Linked DNA regions of Zea mays: region 2 is linked to region 1. A link is a contact called in public Hi-C data. All regions are on one chromosome and are shown on one strand. Each heading gives the region's core, a stretch centred on a gene start, on an enhancer-like site or on the middle of the called end of the contact. The rest is flanking DNA. Distances are from core to core; before and after follow the strand shown. Region 1 has its middle 120 kb from the start of LOC103646611. Region 2 has its middle 260 kb from the start of LOC100284331.

Evidence for each region. Hi-C and Micro-C count contacts between places; a contact is called where the count stands out from the background.
Region 2: a contact with region 1 is called in a Hi-C map of tassel, with 2.2 times the contacts expected there. The contact joins two enhancer-like sites. A contact is called at or near these places in 3 of 25 Hi-C or Micro-C datasets (ear, endosperm and tassel).

What each region holds. Positions count from the first base shown.
Region 1 is chr2:79,483,466-79,488,905 of Zm-B73-REFERENCE-NAM-5.0, reverse strand. No RefSeq gene overlaps it. Among protein-coding and RNA genes, the nearest start is that of LOC103646611, 120 kb to the right of the region's middle. Within about 2 kb of position 3,060, at least 8 of the 20 cell types and tissues checked have an H3K27ac peak or open chromatin away from gene starts, as enhancers often do. A contact at or near this core is called in ear and tassel, where this site is marked.
Region 2 is chr2:79,623,590-79,629,029 of Zm-B73-REFERENCE-NAM-5.0, reverse strand. No RefSeq gene overlaps it. Among protein-coding and RNA genes, the nearest start is that of LOC100284331, 260 kb to the left of the region's middle. Within about 2 kb of position 3,044, at least 18 of the 20 cell types and tissues checked have an H3K27ac peak or open chromatin away from gene starts, as enhancers often do. A contact at or near this core is called in ear and tassel, where this site is marked.

The DNA of each region.
Region 1 (5,440 bases), core at 1,811-4,310:
GCCTAACGATAGCGTTAGGAGTTAGCTGATGAAGGTAGATCCCAAACTTCTTCAGCACATCAGCAATCATCTTGTTCAAAGGGAATCTTAAACCAGCTTTAAAGAAACTTTTAAAGTTCACTACTTCATCTTTTCCTGGCTTCGGAGTAGTTTCTTCCCCACCAAAACGAACCAGCTCTTTCTTTGCCTCACTTAAATAGCCCAAACTCAACATCTTAGACAAGTCACCTTCGGAGATGGTGGATTTTCCGAAATCCAGATGGCTGGGTTTAATTGGCACCGCGCTGCTGTAATCATCTTCGGACTCAGTCTCCTCAACATCAGCCTGCTCTGCTTCAGCGGCAGGGACATCCTCCGATGTTACCAGCCCAGACCGCTTCATCGCTTCGAAAATCGGAACAGTCTCAGTAGCTTCGGTCTCATCTCCCTCACGATCAACCCTGGCAGTGGAACGAACTCTGGCCATTTGATTATGACTTTCTTGAAATTTTTGTTGTTGACTTTTTTTACTTTACCGAAGCTCTTCCTCTTGTGACGAAGCAGAATCAAAAGCGGTGCTTCGTTTGAGCACGATGATTAAGCTTCGGCTATGGCTAATTTTTTGGCAGCAAAACAGTGCAATTGCAATGAATGTTGTGGTAACTTCACACCTACCCGTCTATTTATATAGTGCCGTAGGTGGGAAGGTGAATCGTCAAGGTCTCCCGCAACGAACAAACAGTCACCCTCACTCGTTGAACGGTGGGCCACAGGGTCCGAGAAGGTGAATCGCTGGGGCGCGCGTAACTGCTGCAAGATGGGGTCACCTCGCGCGTGGATTATTTTAATCGTTTCTCACCAACGAGCTCAGGGAAGGTGTTTTTCGGATCTTTGGCATCCCGAAGCCTAGAAGACTTTTTCACGGATCAAGCTCGTTACGAAAAATGATCTAGCACCACGAAGGGGCTACTGTTGGGGGTATGCTTCGTAGCCGAAGATCCTAAAGAAAGAGAACACCTTCCACAGATCCTATCAGGAGCAGCGCCGAAGCTATTACCTATAGAGCTTCGGCATAGTGACAGATCTCAAGACGAAGGGGCGAACCGACTTAAAGATGGATTGACTTAAAGACCCATGATGTTTTGTGTCATTATTGTAATCGATTGTAAAGGACATAAATGTAATTTTACACAGGCTGCGCCCTGTGCCTATAAATAGGTGAACAGTATCCCTGCATTGTTCATGCAATCCTGTAATCGCTAACGCATTACACTGGAATTATTACTTTCTGCCAAGGCGAAGGTATAAACGTATCTGAATATTATGTTTTAATATTTAAGTTCATATTATAAAATATGTGAATAATGTTATTTGTTTCCAATAGATCTTTCTCTAATGTTTAATATTTTATATTTCATTTCGCATTGTTTTATGTCTGACCATGAAGGTATGACCTTCGTGGTAGCCTGCCCGTGGCCTTCGTCCGAAGTTCATTAAATCCTTGGGGAGATAATGCTTCAACGGACGAAGGGCATTATTATTTAACATTTTATGTTGCCTTGTTATTGATTCATAGCATTTGAGAACAAGTCCCCAACAGAAATCATGATGTAGAATATATCCATAACAATTTGGAACATGAGAACATAAAACATATGAATCATATAAATATAATAAGCATATAAACATGGTACATGCATCATGACGGAACAACTGAAAATAAATAGATAGCAACATAAACATCATGACTGTAAAATTAAAAAAACAGATTTGGTATAATACTACATGAACATGCACTAGAAATGTCATGATATGATATTATAGAACAGATTGGATAAATTCATGGCTACATACAAAACAGTAGAGATGAACGTATGAAACATATATAATCTAGAAAACGTAAAACGGTAAGGAGCTAAAATGATCATACCCTCCTATGCGCTCTGAGAATCATGATCCTTGTCCAACTTCTCTTGTCATGTCGTGATGTTCGGGCAGTCGCGTAGACGCTCTCCAAAAACCTAATTGCCGATCCCCCGTGCAAGGTCTCGAACGGCAAGGGCTTCGGAGGCACCTGCCCTCTCGCTCCTCTGTGCGCGTAGAGTTACGAGATGGGAATACCCGTACTTGCTGCTGGACTATGATTCTGAAAGAGTTCTACACTCGTTCCCAAGCGACAGGAGTTCTCCCCTTTTAACCTTTCGCGGAAGAGAAGCTGAAGGCCCGGCCCAGCCCGGCCGCCAGCGGCGGTGCGCGCGTGTGGCACACACTTGTTCGTTTCTTGACTTCTCAAATTAAGTGGAATAATTCTCACCATATAAGTCAAGCCAACGACCCTTGAAATTTCAATATGGTACTATTGATATTATCCACAATTACACAGCATAGAGTTTATTGATTAAATAGACGAAGCCCATAAAAGATCCAACATTTACATGTTTATTACATAATGTTTTATTGCTACTCATGTACTACATATATGCTTTGTTTTGTTACACTAGCTAGTATATCCTTAATTTCAGTCATGCGTCTGCCATTGATCTCACCTACTATTTAAAGCTTCACTGTCTGCTTGATTGGTTGTCCGCATCATCTTATTCTGTATCATCGTGTGCGTTGACTTTATGTGAGCTTCTGTTTGGTTACCTGTACACGAGAGACGTGGTCTGCATGAACAGATGCAACATAAGTTATTTCACTTGCATCTACAGAAGCGCCCAAAACTAGCGTATCCATACCGCCACCCTCGCGGGAGCCCGCGCGCTTATGTGCAGGTATCCAATCAGACTGTTTGTGAACACTATTATCTACAATATAAAATAATATTTTGTATAACTATATGTACGATCTGCTGAACTAGATATTAGCGGCGTATTGTCGAAACAGGCCTGGGCGTCCGGCGATGTAATTGATGCATGATCGGATGCCTGGTTTAGCCCCCGAGCCAGGTTGATGCAAAAGCAATCCTCAGGCCAGGCTCTCGGCGTGCGGAAAATTAAACGCTCCGTGCAGAAGGACGCGCGGATGTATGCCATGTGATAGACTGATAGCTAAAGCTGTTGGTAGTGGACAACCAAACAGCTCTCGCATTCATAGCCTGTCTGCATGAGTACGCGCGTAACTGCTGTTGCAGATGTAAAGCCTGGGGCATTGGCAACTCGCTTTGCCGGTGCGAGCCAGGCCACGTCTAGAAAGGAACGAGTAGTTCGTGCGCGTGACGCCGTGACCGCATGGCGCGCTATCATGGATTCATGGAGCAATGTTGGCCCACGTAGTGAGGCCTTAGGCTATCCGCAGCGGTTCCCTCTAAATTTTTCTCCCTATATCACTTTTCTGGATCACATCATCAATAGTGTATCCCCTACTTTTTCATCTCCCGCAGTGGTTTCCCCTAAATACTCCCCTTATACCCCACTACAATATAAAATATCATTTTCTATACCTACTTTTCATCTACTATCAATTTTTCTTCTACTATTAATTGAAGACGAGCCCACAGGAACAGTGGTAGGGGGAGAGAGCGCGCGCTGCAGCTAGGGGGAGAGAGAGGAGTACCACGGCGTGGGGTGCGCAGTAGAGGGCGGCGCTGCGGGCTCTAGCGTGCGGTTGTAGCCCCCATGCAAGGGAGCGCGCGCGCGAGCGGCAGCCGCTGCGGTCAGCCTTATGTTCTAGCACTTGCCTCCCAGCCCCCGCATGCAGGGCCGGCCCTGAGGGTATATAGGGTATGCAACCGCTCAGGGCCCCTAAGGTTCATAGGGCACCCGTTTATTCAGCTTATATCAAATACATATACGTTACAGATAAATCTCTATTCTCGTTCTTTTGTTGTGTCTCTTTGATTTTATGGCAATCATCCCTTTAAGGTCGTGCAACAGTTTGTTTGGACGAATACTAAATATTGATTGACGTGAGAAGGATGGAAGGTGATGTACACTTGTGCTTGTCGCGTTGCTTAATTCTAGCCTACGCCGACCCTAATAACCTATGTTGTTTAATCATTGTTTAGTTTGTTGAACTTTGTTTTCAAAAAATTGCTCTAATGTATTTAGCTTTGGTTTACCGTGCATTTTAAGGTTTATGTTAGTTTGACAAATTAAAAGTAAAAATATTTGCTCTCAAAAGTCAAACCAAATGCAGAGTTATATTACATAATTTGTATAATTTTACAACTCATAAAATATTGTAACAGTGTCTCCAGTCATATCATTTTGAATAAAATTATGTAAATTATCAACTTCTTTTATTTTTCAGATATTATTTAAAAGTTAAAAAATAGTAGATTTAAATCTTCATATAGAGCCTTCATATAGATTTTCGCTTAGGGCCCCTGAAATGTCAGGACCGGCCCTGCCCGCATGTACTATAATTATTATTGTGGTCTGACATAATGTATGTCGATGTGTTTATTAAAGTCAATTAGTCATATGCACCTGTATTGCTACTGTTTCTATATATCATTTCATTTAATTAAACTCCGTTTGAATAAAACACAAAAATATATGTGTTTAATTTGTTGGTTAAGTGGTTGTGAATGTGAAACCAATAATTAAGATTCAAATCCTTATATATATAATTTTTATCTTAATTTTACATAAAACAAGAAGGGGATATTTAGATCTTTATTAATTAGGTGGCTGTGAATGTGAAGGCAATAACCAAGGTTGTAATCCCAGAAGGAGATGTTTGAAACATGGGTTAAATAATATAAAAACTTTTTTTTGCAAAATGAATTGCGGTGGAAATAAAAACAACTGGTGCTGTACGATAATAGAGACGAAGGAGATTACCATATGTTATTATAAAAATATTGTATATTTTAAAATAAAAACAGATAGAAATTAACGAGAAATCGAAACAGATAGAAATTCGAAGTTAACGTTGTATTCTGCGCCTTTGAGTTAAGCTAGAGAGGAAAAAAAGTTAAACTGTATCAGATCACACCATTGACGAGCCTTTTTGTTTCTTCACGTATGAGTTATGTTATAAAATATTTTTCCCAGGGTCATTTCTATCGTTACGGAGCATTTTGTATGACAAACTGATCATGAGATTTGAAGATGCATATAGTATTAAGGTATTTTTTTTAACATAGAGGACGAGGGACGCCGACCCACGAGGCACGTGAGCGGTGGGGGCATGAGGCGAGCGAGTGGCGGCAGTGCCCCTTGAGGCGCGGCCGTCTCGGGCGGTGGTTGCCACGCTGGGCGCAGGTGGCTCCGGCGATGATGACAGTCGGGCGAGATGCGGGCTGCTAGGTCAACGGTCTACACGGCGGTTCAGGCGTTTTTGGGTGATCAACTCCTTCAACCCGGTGGCCTCGGCGGCGTCCTCCGGCGATGACCTCCTCTAATTCTTTGTTTATGCATGCGGATATTGGTTGAGCCTATAATATAATTTTTTTTATTAATTATAATGTACGGTGTAGCTATTTATACAATTTTCTATAATGATTTATGCTTTG
Region 2 (5,440 bases), core at 1,795-4,294, 140 kb before region 1:
GGTCCACGGCGCAGAGAGAGAAGAAAGGGGTGCGCGGGGCAACGGCTCGGCGACTGGCGATCCGGGCCCGTGAGACAAAGAGAGAGGGAGCGCGCGGGCGAGGGAAACTGGCGCCGACAGATCGGCCCCACTCGGCAGCGAGCGAGAGAGGGAGGGCGCGCGCGAGGGAGGACTACCGCTGACAGGCGGGGTCCACCTGTCAAACGGCGCGGGCGTGCGGGCGCGCGGCCTAGCTGGGCTTAGTGGGCCGACTAGGCTGCTTTCTCCTTTTCTTTTTTCTCTGGATTTTCTAATTCATTTTCTATTTCTTTTTCTATAGGGTTTTCAAATCCAAATTCAAACTAGGTTTCAAATTCAAATAAATTCAAACTTGTGCGACACTTCAAAGAATATTTTAAACTCAGCATGATGCAACATGTCATGATTCATAAGGTTTTGACAAAAATAAATAATTAACCTCCACTAGTTTAGGCTATCTCTAATCAAAAAGGAAAAAAGGGAGAATGAATCTAGAGAGAGAGAAAACCTAGAGTGCGAAAAAGAAGAGTAACACATAATTTTGGGTGATAATTAGAAAGAAATTTTATACCCCAAAATCAGGGTGTTACAGACGTAATTTGAGAAGAACCTAGTTTGAACTTGTTTCTAGAAACCCCTATCAATACCCCAACCAAAACGGAATTTTCGGTCTGCGCTTTGATTTCTGAGTAGCTCGGGTTGATACTTCGAGAACCATCTTCTTCCCCCGCGTAAACTTTCTGTGAAGTTTGAGAGTTTTTTGAGCATCTTAGCATGCTCGACACCGCCGAACCATAGCGAGGCACTGCCGGCCAGGAGCGTGTTAATGTCGCTCGACCTTTTCTACTCTTCTGTTGCTGAATTTTTATAGAGTTTGGTTGAGTGTTCTTCAGGCTTTTAGTACATTCAAAGACACTGGTTTGCATTGTACTCTGATATGCTGCTTTGAGTCTCTAGAAGGTATTGGGTTGAGTTTTGGGAACAAAGTCACATACTCGCAAGTCAAGAATTTTTAGTAGCTCCCATTCACATTTCCCTCTGGTTGCCTCACGAGTCCTTCAATCTAGAGGATGGTGTGAGTGCTAATGAGAAAGAAAGATCATATGGTTCTATTATGATGGAAAGATTGACCAGTTCACCGAACAGTCAAATTGATCATGTGCTTCAGGTGACAAAACTTCGCTCCACTTTGACCTTATATTTTTGGCTTGCTGTTCCTATTTGCTTTATCGTTTACAGGGCGGCGTTTGGATGCCTTCATTAAAATCATAGAAAGGATGTCTATTAAACTATTCTATGAGAGAGATCTAGTTGAGGAAGAAACTCCCGTGGTGTTTTCGGATCATGCGGCAATTAAGGAATTCTGCAGAAAGGTGAGAGCTTACACAAGAAAAATGGACGATGATGCGAACTGCCAAGCCTCGTGATGGTATGTGTGCATTTCTCATTTCCTTTTTAGCCTTCGAACACACTTTGAAATTCTGCTGATCGATGAACCAGAACAAGTGGAAGACCCTGGTTCGCGCTGCAAATATATCCCCGCAGCAGCGATGTAACACCCCAAAAAAACCTTAAATTTGGGATCTAGGGGAAAACATCATCCAAAAAATTAAAATGAAAGTGATTGAATAAAGAAAATGCTCACATGAATTAAAAATACTTTATATTTAGAAATCTTTTCTAAATATTTAAACTAAAGTATTCTTATTAGAGATTATGTTCTCTCAACATAAATAAGTAATAACGATTGGATTTTAAGTTGGATTAAACATTTAAAAGGCTATTTTCTCAAAATAAAACTCTTGTTTGCGAATTGCATATTTAGAAGTATTTCCTAAATATGACAATAAATAAATAATTCCTATAAATATAACTTGCATACCATGCCGAAGTTTGTTTGTGCATTTATGTGTAAATTCAAAACCGAATTTTAAATTGAAAACAGAAATAAAAGAAAATAAAAGAAAAATACCTGTTCTGGGCCGAAACCACTCTTTCTCGGCCCGTTTCCCTTAGAATCCTGTCCGCGCGTCCCAGTCGAATCAGCGTGGCCCAACCTCCTTTTACCTCCCCACGCTAGCCCAACTCAGACTTTCGCCGACAAGTGGGTCCCTAGCGTCGGCCTCACCTCCACCGCTTGCGCCCTTGGACCCCGTATTGGCTACCACACCGACTGGTGGGGCCGCTTTGTCGGCACTTCCCGTGCTCACGTCTAGTTGGCAGCGCTGCTATGTGGGCCAGGTTTGTCAGGTGTTTCGTTTACCACGGCGCAAGCTCGTGTAACCGCCGGCCATGGATCCCAATAACCAACTCTGCAATGCCTAGGTGTTTCTCCTCCGCCCCGAACTAGATCTCCTCAGTTATAAGTATCACGGTCTCCCCTCCCCTTTCTCCCATCGAGTTCATCCCTCGTCCGCAGCATGAGAAAGGAAGCAGAGAGTTGTGTGCCGTGGGAGCCGAGCCGGGAGAGAAGGAGAGACGACGAGCGATTCGCTCGCGGACGTCGTCGTTCAGAGCATGCGTGGAGGCTGAGGAGCATCGCATGCGTGGTTCGCGTCCGAGGAAACTGCTGGGCGCGGGAGGCCTCGATGACCCTAGAACTGCTCGCCGTGGATCCGCCGCACAAGGATGATGGCCACCGTCGTGGTCCCGCATCTCCGTTGTCATCTTGTGTGTGCGGTGTGGTCGAGGATGATCGCCAGATCGTGTGCGAACCCTTCGCGGTGTTGTCGGGCGGAGAAGACCACTATCCCCGTACGAATTGCTCGCCGGAGACAAGGCTCCGCTACAGACCTGCCATGCCGCGTGGGCAGCTAGCTTCGCATTCCCAACCACTGGTGACATACCATGAACCTTATTTGCCAATGTCTCCTCTCCGCGTAGCACGTTTCGGTTGGGGCAAATAGTTACCATAGAGCCGGGTTGCTGTTCACCAGCGTGGGTGCCGCCGCGGTGGGGAGGGCGCCGCCGTGTTTCGGTTGGGTTGGGGAAGAAGAATAGGAGCCGCTGAATCTTAGATGTGTGGCTCTGATTGAAAATGGCGACACATTTGGTGAGGCTTAACCCAGATCGTTGGATCGAGATCCAACCGTCGATATAGGGTACCAGTTCGGTTTAAAAAGGGATTTAATATGAGTCGTTAAGTCGGGATCTGAGGGCTGTAATTGATACCATTTCATAATCCTGCCGATCGGATTTCAGCCACCAAATCGCGATCGTACGGCTGATATAACATGATACCCCTTCGGTCATGGCGTTTTTGTTAAAGTAACCAACCCGCAGTCCACCTCAATGCAAATATCCTCACTGTGTCCAAAACTTTATGAGTTTGACCTGGAACCTTTAGAATATCAAACCCATCGTTCATATTTTATCTAGAAAATATAAAATAAATATAGAAATTTATTTTAGTATAAAATAATTCTAGAATCTCAGAAAATTTATAACTAATCCATTTTAACTCCAAATTTAGTGATTCTCGAACTACGGTTTCATCTCGACGTGTATAATATTATCACACAGTTTGTTTTCATGTTTTAGTGTAATGTTATTATATCCATTATCTAATTATTTGTATGTATTGCTACGACTAGGAGTGAAGTCACGAGGAACCGGAAGTCCAAATTTGAGGAGTCCTTGGATTTGCAAGTATAAGGCAAGTTGTACCCTTGATCACTTTCTTTACTTAATAATGTTTCTGATAATCACCGTAAAATGTTAAGTTAAGCTAATGGAACCTAATAGGTTGCCTAGTTTGTTCACCCTACACCTTGCAAACAAATGATCTATTTGGTAGTCTTGCTATTGCTCTACCTGGTTTTAGGATCAATATTATATCTGAACTATGATCATGCTTTATTATTATTGTTGGCTCAATTATTTTTCATGATAAGATTATTATGTTAATTGGAACATGGAGCGACCACCCAAGAAAACAGTGCTACCACAAGGGTAGAATGGGATACCCTTGGCTGATTAATTAGGAAAGCTAGTGTTAGTTAACCCTTTCTCGAAAGGGGCAAGCTCGGTGGGGAAGTTGTTGGTATAGGGAGGTTCTCGGGACGATCGTACTCCGATGGATTTTCGAACGAGGGATTCCTATATCGCTTCCTTCTGTCTGAAACTGTAGTTGGTTCTCTCATGCTAGTGAAACTTTGGAAAGGCCTCGCAGTGTACCCTCACCTACTCACCTTGAAAGTGTTTAAGGGCCCGACCAACCTGAGGCGACAAAGGGAACATGTCTTGTGGGTAAAGATGTGCAACCTGTGTAGAGTGTAAAACTGGTATATCAGTCGTGCTCACGATCAAGAGCGGCTCAGACCTTCACATGAGTAATTTATAGAATTAAACTTAACATGTCATTTGCATTGCATCGTGGAATTTATTATTAATTGTGATCAATTATTTAGTTGGGCTGGTATACACTTATACTTAGTAATTGCTAATAAAATTTTGAACAATTTATTAAAAGCAATGCTCAGCCTTAACCATTTTGCTTGTTAAGTCTTACACTTTATATGAGTCCTCACCGTAAGTGAGCTCATGCACATTATTCCCCACACTTGCTGAGCGATGAACGTATGTGAGCTCACTCTTGATATAATCACACCAGGTCAAGAATAGGTACCACAAGATGAGAAGCATGAAGGATGCTACAATGAGCCCGGAGAGGTCTAGGCCGTCGTCTCCCAGTCAATTATGGTTGCGGAAGATTGTTGTCGTCATATGATGTAATTATTTAGCTATTTTGTACAGAACCCCTATTATATAATTGTCGGGTACCGTAATTAGGGGTACCCCCAACACTCCTAAACACGGCTCGTAACCACCATCAGCACAAGCTGCAGAGACTGATGGGCACGATTCAGGTCAAGACTTCGTCTACCAAGGGGCGTGATCTCGCCTCGCCCGAGCCCAGCCTCGGGCGGGAACTATAGTCCCGGACGAAGTTACGTCTCGCCCGAGGGCCTCCTCAGGCATTGGACGCACCCTCGGCACGCCCGAGGCCCAACTCGAGCAGGCTTCGTCGAGAAGCAACCTTGGCCAAATCGTCTCTCCAACCGACCGTATCGCAGGCACATTCAATGCGAGGATCGCCTGACACCTTATCCTGACACACGTGCCTCAGTCGGCAAGGTCGAAGTGACCGCAGTCACTTCACCCTTTCGCTGACCGACCTGACAGGAAAACAGCGTCGCTCGCCCCGCTCCGACTGCTGTGCCACCCACCAGGGTGAGGCTGACAACATCCAAGTTCAGCCTCGGGCGCAACAGGAAGCTCGGCCTCGCCCGACCTTAGGCCTCGGCCTCGGAAGGAGGTCTCCGCCTCGCCTGACCCCAGGGCTCGGCCTCAACCTCGGCCTCGGGAGGAATCACGTCCTCACCCGACCCCGGCCTCGGCCTCAAGAGAAGTCTCCGCCTCG